Linked DNA regions of Mus musculus: region 2 is linked to region 1. A link is a contact called in public HiChIP or PLAC-seq data. All regions are on one chromosome and are shown on one strand. Each heading gives the region's core, a stretch centred on a gene start, on an enhancer-like site or on the middle of the called end of the contact. The rest is flanking DNA. Distances are from core to core; before and after follow the strand shown.

Region 1 (2,700 bases), core at 201-2,700:
ATTATAGAGTTCTATCATCTCTCACATTTTACCTGGTTGTGGGGATCGACAAAGGGCTTTGAGCATGTACTCTACCAACTGAGCTGCATCCCAACAGGAACAGCCTTTTTCTAATAGGATCTTTCACTGGTTACAAACAGCCTGACAAACATCTCCAGGGGTCTAGGAAGATATCCATTAAAGATCTCCTCTAGGGCTAGGAGATTCAGCTAAGAGATCGAGTGCTTACCTAACACCTAAAGCCAAAATTACAGTCTCAAGTCTAAGTTATGGCTTAAGGGCTGAAGAGATGGCTTGCTGCTGTGCCAGAGCACCCAGGTTCAGCTTCCAAGCATCCACACGGCAGTTCACAACTGGTCTGTAACTCCAGCTCTATGGGATCTGATGCTCTTCTCTAGCTTCTGAAGTCATATGCACACATATGAATAAAATTGGTCCTACCAGCTGGGCGTGGTGGTGCACGCCTTTAATCCCAGCACTTGGGAGGCAGAGGCAGGCGGATTTCTGAGTTCAAGGCCAGCCTGGTCTACAGAGTGAGTTCCAGGACAGCCAGGGCTGCACAGAGAAACCCTGTCTCAAAAAAAAAAAAAAAAAAAAAAAAAAAAAAAAAAAAAAACCACCACCAACAACAAAATTGGTCCTACCATGCCTGATCCCAGTGAGCCCTACAGAACTCACGTTTCTTTTCTTCTCTTTTCTTTTTTTAATAAGGCATTCTGACTATGCAGTCCTGGCTGACCTGGAAATCACAGAGATTCACCTGCCTCTGTCTCATGAGTGTGGAGAATAAAGGCACACGCCACCTGCTTTGTGGTTGTTAAGACAAGGTTTCATGCAGCCCAGACTTAACACACTGCAGTAAGGGATTTTCGCCCTCCGTTTCTAAGAACTTCCCAGTCATCTGTGAACACTGGGTCTATACTTTCTCCGCTGTAAGCCTCCTTGGAAAGCTACTCTCTGAAGATCAAAGGACTCCACTCTAATCTCAAAAGCCTCTGCCAGCTGTAAGGAAAGACTCTACCTAGGGCTAGCTCGGAATCATCCCAAATTGGTACTGTTCTTGCTTAGGGGGTCCTGGCTTCCTCTGGCGCCTCACTTGCTTTCCTCTCCAAACATCCTTCAATACCCCAGTGCCTTCACGTTGCCTTTCCACAAACATGCCACCTCCAGAGGATCTCCTGGTCAGCCTGGATCCACAGATGACCTGGATCATCCTTTAGGGCTCCTACCCTAAGCAACAACTCTACTTGAGATCTTTCCTTCAAGATTTTTGCACTACTTCTTAGCCAGTCCACACTCTGGCTACCCTCCCAAGGTATACAGCCTCGCTGCTAGGGAACCTCCTGGGGGGAATGTATTCACCTAAGGAGTAATGTGGCGTATATCTGATAGGCAGGGCTTCCCTATGCCCTTCCCCACCCCCAGTGCTAACAGGCAAGCCCAGGCTAGTTTCTCTGGTTTTAAAGAGATGCCATTTGATCTGACTCATCAGCCCTGTCGGGTTTGTTCTTTCACCTTCATTCACTTAGCAAAAAGGTCCTGAGTGCCAAGGGTTGGGGGGGTCCTGGATCAGCACATGCACACATGCACACACACGTGCACACTTGTGCATGTACACACACACACACACACACACACACCACACCACACTATATACTATTCATTCATTCATTCACATCAGGCAATAAATGCTAAGGCGTTCTGGCAGGGCAGAAAACGTCCTGAAGGCAGAACCCCCCCCCCCCCATGCTTTCTCTGAAATCCTGTGGGTCCTGGTGGAATAGAGCTGTGCATTAAATCTCCCCCACACTGCATAACTCCCGAGAGTCAGCTCTGTGCTTGGTCCCCTACCGAGATCCCTCTGAAGATTAGGTTTTGTATCAAGTATTTTTAACTGGTACTTCTTTGTGCGATGTGACTGAAGCCTGGCCAGACATGATTGCATAAGCTGTCTGCATTGTGTCTAGCATTTATAGAGATTCCTTCCTGAAACCAGTTCACGAGGCTGGTTTCCTTTTCTCTGCTGAATCTGGAATCTGGGTCTCTGGAAAGATGGGGGAGGGAGAGGGCAATGGAAACAGAATTCTCAGTGATGCCTCTACTTTAGGGCCCTAGTCTGGTCCAGGCTATGGCAGAGAACAAAGAAACCTATGTAGATATACTTCACAGTCATAGTGTGAGACAATCCCATGGCCTCCATCCCTGCTCTCTACTAGTAACCAAGACTTGTCTCTGCACATTGTTCAGGGGTCCCTAGAGACATGGCTGCTCTAGTAGAGAACCATGAACTCAAAACATTAACCAGTAAGAACTCATGGTAATAATGGAACCAGCTCTGTGCACTGTTTTGAAGTCTCCGCACAGGCAGAGAGGGGAGTCTCTCGCCTGCATGTGATAACGTTCCCACAGGAGCAAAGGACTTGAAAGAGGAAATACCCCCTGCATCAGTTACTTAATCTATGGCTGTGATAGACCACTATGACCAAAGCTACTTAGAGAAGGAAGGGTTTATTGGGGCTGCTGGTTCCTCCAGCTGGTAAGAGTCCCTCATCATTACTATAGAGGAGCAGCCAGCAGGCATAGCAGCAGGAGGAACAAACTGAGAGCTCACATCTTAAATCACAAGCAAGAACCAGAGGTAACAAATGGAGAATGAGAGGGATCTTTGAATTCTCAAAGCCTGCCCCAGTGACATATTTC
Region 2 (2,700 bases), core at 129-2,628, 790 kb after region 1:
GATGAGGTCTCTCCAGGGGTAAGGGAGGCTGCCTCTGAAAGGGTGACTGGTAGCCTTTTCTTAAGGTCCCCACTTCCCCCCTCCAGAGTTCAGGGGCATCAGAACTGGAGCCATGACCACATCTACCAGGAAAACCAGCTAAACTCTCCCACTGGAGATCTAGAGGGGTCTCCAGCGTTGGACCTCACAGAGGAGCACTCCGGTCAGGCTGCTGCCTGGGAGAACGATATGTGATATGAAGGAAAGGCTTCCTGGATGAGAACGGGTGTGTTACAGACCAGCCCAGTTCTGCAGCCAGGCAAGGTCAGTCCCAGTGGTTTTACCCTGGGGTCGGCTAAGCATGGCCCACCATTAGGGAAGATTAGGGCTTCATAGGTTGAAAGCCCTGCTGAACTCCTGTGAAGCTTTGGGAAAAAAACCTCTCTCCCTTTTTGGACTCAGTTTCCCCTCCTGTGCTAAGTATTCCTCCTATCTTTTCACCTGAACAGATAAAGTCACTCTTTCCTCATGTCAGTCCCGAAAAAATCCAAGCTGAGGAGAGTCCCTCAGCCTAGTCCCTTCCCCAAGAGACAACCCGCCCCCAGGCACTACCCATTTTCAAACTCCCCAAATAAGCTTTGCTGGAAAGACAGCAAAGGGCTGGAAGCTCCTGTGTAGCCATCGTGTGAGCTCTCGTGCCTCATCTCCCTCCCTCCTTATCTCCAGACCCAGCTGCAAACTTGATGTATTTATTTGCTCTGATGTGTGTAAGGGGGTGGGGCTCTATCCAACCCACAAGTCTGCAGCACTGTGAGAAAGTGACCTTCCTGCAGATGTCTGTCTACCAGCCAGGCGGGGGCCAGAGGGAGGGGGGGGGCTGCTATAAATCCCTCCAGCCTGCCACCAAGGTGGTGACCCCATTAAGGCAAAGGACATTGTCGAGGAAGCTTGGGAAGGTGGGACAGAACCTAAATTCTGAATGGAATCCAGCAAGAGGGGACAATAAGGAGAGAAGTGGGGGATGAGAGAGTGGAGGGTATTGGGGGACTAAAGCCTGTTCTGGGGGGGCGGTCAGCACACAGGCTTCTCTATTGAGAAGTGGATTCTCATTGTGTTCTTTAGCTGATTGCTAAAGGTTAGTATTTGCTTAATTCTTAGGAATTATATAATATTTATTATCATCCTTAATTTGCATATGAGTGCAGTTTTAGATAATCAGGCAAACAACGCTTTTTCCCCCCTGGTCTTACTGGCTGGCTCTTCGGAAATTTTCTGCGGTGAGCTAGCTGGTTTTTGCAATCAATCTGGCTATCAAGTTGAGGATATTTATAATATGTATGAATCGCATTGCCCTCTGGTCCAGGACAGAATTCCTTTGAGCTGAGTTTAAGGAAGTTCCCTGAGCCAAGACTGAAGGAATTTTTTCCCCTCACTTGACAACAAACATGTTTTATGGTTAGATAGGGACTTTCAAACTTCCTGGGTTTGTGTGTGTGTGTGTGTGTGTGTATGATGGGAAGAGTGAGTGGAAATTCTAGATCCTTCTCTCCACAGGCATCTTTTTCATTTAAGCCCAGTGGATCTGGAGCTGACATCTGGGTTCAGAGACAAATGCTAATGACGGTCCTGCCTACCATTCTCTAGTCCTAGCCTCAGGCTTGGCCCTCCTTGTACTAGGCCTCCGATACTCTAAGGGGCGTGTCCTCACAGATCTCACCCATATCTTCTGTCATTGCTCTCCACATATACCCATCCCTACAGCACTCCATGACCAGCTCCGACTTGCACTGTAACTGGAGATGGGGTCTCTCCAGAAACTGTACATCCTCAGCAAAGGCAGCACCCCCACCCCCCAGGAGAGGGAAACTGATCCCTGGCAGGCAGCTGACAACCTTACAGAAATCATGCCTCTGAGTTCTCACTGTCCAAGCAGCTGTGGATGAAAGAAAACACTCTTTTTAGAGGTCGCAAATCGAAAAAGTACCAGAGAAGGCCTGTCATAACTGGTATTAGCACATAAGTTGGAGGAATGTGAAAATAGGACAAAATTACCTTAAAAGATTCCTTAGGGGGTGGCAGTAATATGACAAAAAGAGGTAGAGAGACACTGCCCTAAAATTTAAAAAGAAATTAGGATAAGCTTGAGCAGTAGTGGTACCAGGCTGAGGGAGACGGGAGCTTCAGGGGCCTTCATTTCCCATCACCCAAGACTGGGCAATCAGGATGACACTGAAAGGAGACAGGAAACTTCCGCCCAAGTTCAAGGCCAGACACCTGGTGCAGTGGCCTAGGCATGGGCTCCCTCTGGGGTCAATTCTACTTCTGCCTGCATAGGCAAGAGAGCTGACCTCCTGCAAGATATTGGCTTTGCTGGTCCCTGTGTTCACTGATAGGAAGAAGGCAACCAAGGTGTAAGGAAACGGTGTAGCTGAGAGGAGGGGTTGCAGCTACTTGACATTGGTGGCTAAGTCCTAGTATGACAGCTGGGAGACTGAACCAAGAACACACCTGATGTCCTGGGCTCTTGCCCTTAGAACTGTGCATGGCTCAGTCGTTCCCATGATTGGTGGACTTGGCCCCCCTGGGGAGCTGCAGCAGAGGGCCTTCGAGATGCTTCTAAAAGATGGTTCCAGAAAGGGATAGAGCATGCCTTGGGGTGCCACGTGAGCAGTTCCTCAGTAGCTTCGGGGATTCCTCCATTACTAAAGCCATGCCTGGAGA

The links. HiChIP or PLAC-seq counts read pairs in DNA pulled down with a chosen protein or histone mark.
Region 2: a FOXA1 HiChIP or PLAC-seq map of pancreatic cancer cells shows a contact between it and region 1. The contact joins two enhancer-like sites. A contact is called at or near these places in 2 of 39 promoter capture datasets (erythroid cells and pre-B cells) and 1 of 115 datasets of contacts at active chromatin or transcription factors (pancreatic cancer cells).

The regions. Positions count from the first base shown.
Region 1 is chr9:57,426,666-57,429,365 of GRCm38.p6, forward strand. All of the region lies in intron 3 of Ppcdc (phosphopantothenoylcysteine decarboxylase), which reads right to left. Among named protein-coding and RNA genes, the nearest start is that of Ppcdc, 12 kb to the right of the region's middle. Within about 2 kb of position 1,451, at least 111 of the 459 cell types and tissues checked have an H3K27ac peak or open chromatin away from gene starts, as enhancers often do. A contact at or near this core is called in pancreatic cancer cells, where this site is marked.
Region 2 is chr9:58,213,318-58,216,017 of GRCm38.p6, forward strand. No RefSeq gene overlaps it. Among named protein-coding and RNA genes, the nearest start is that of Mir6385, 6.5 kb to the right of the region's middle. Within about 2 kb of position 1,379, at least 73 of the 459 cell types and tissues checked have an H3K27ac peak or open chromatin away from gene starts, as enhancers often do. A contact at or near this core is called in pancreatic cancer cells, where this site is marked.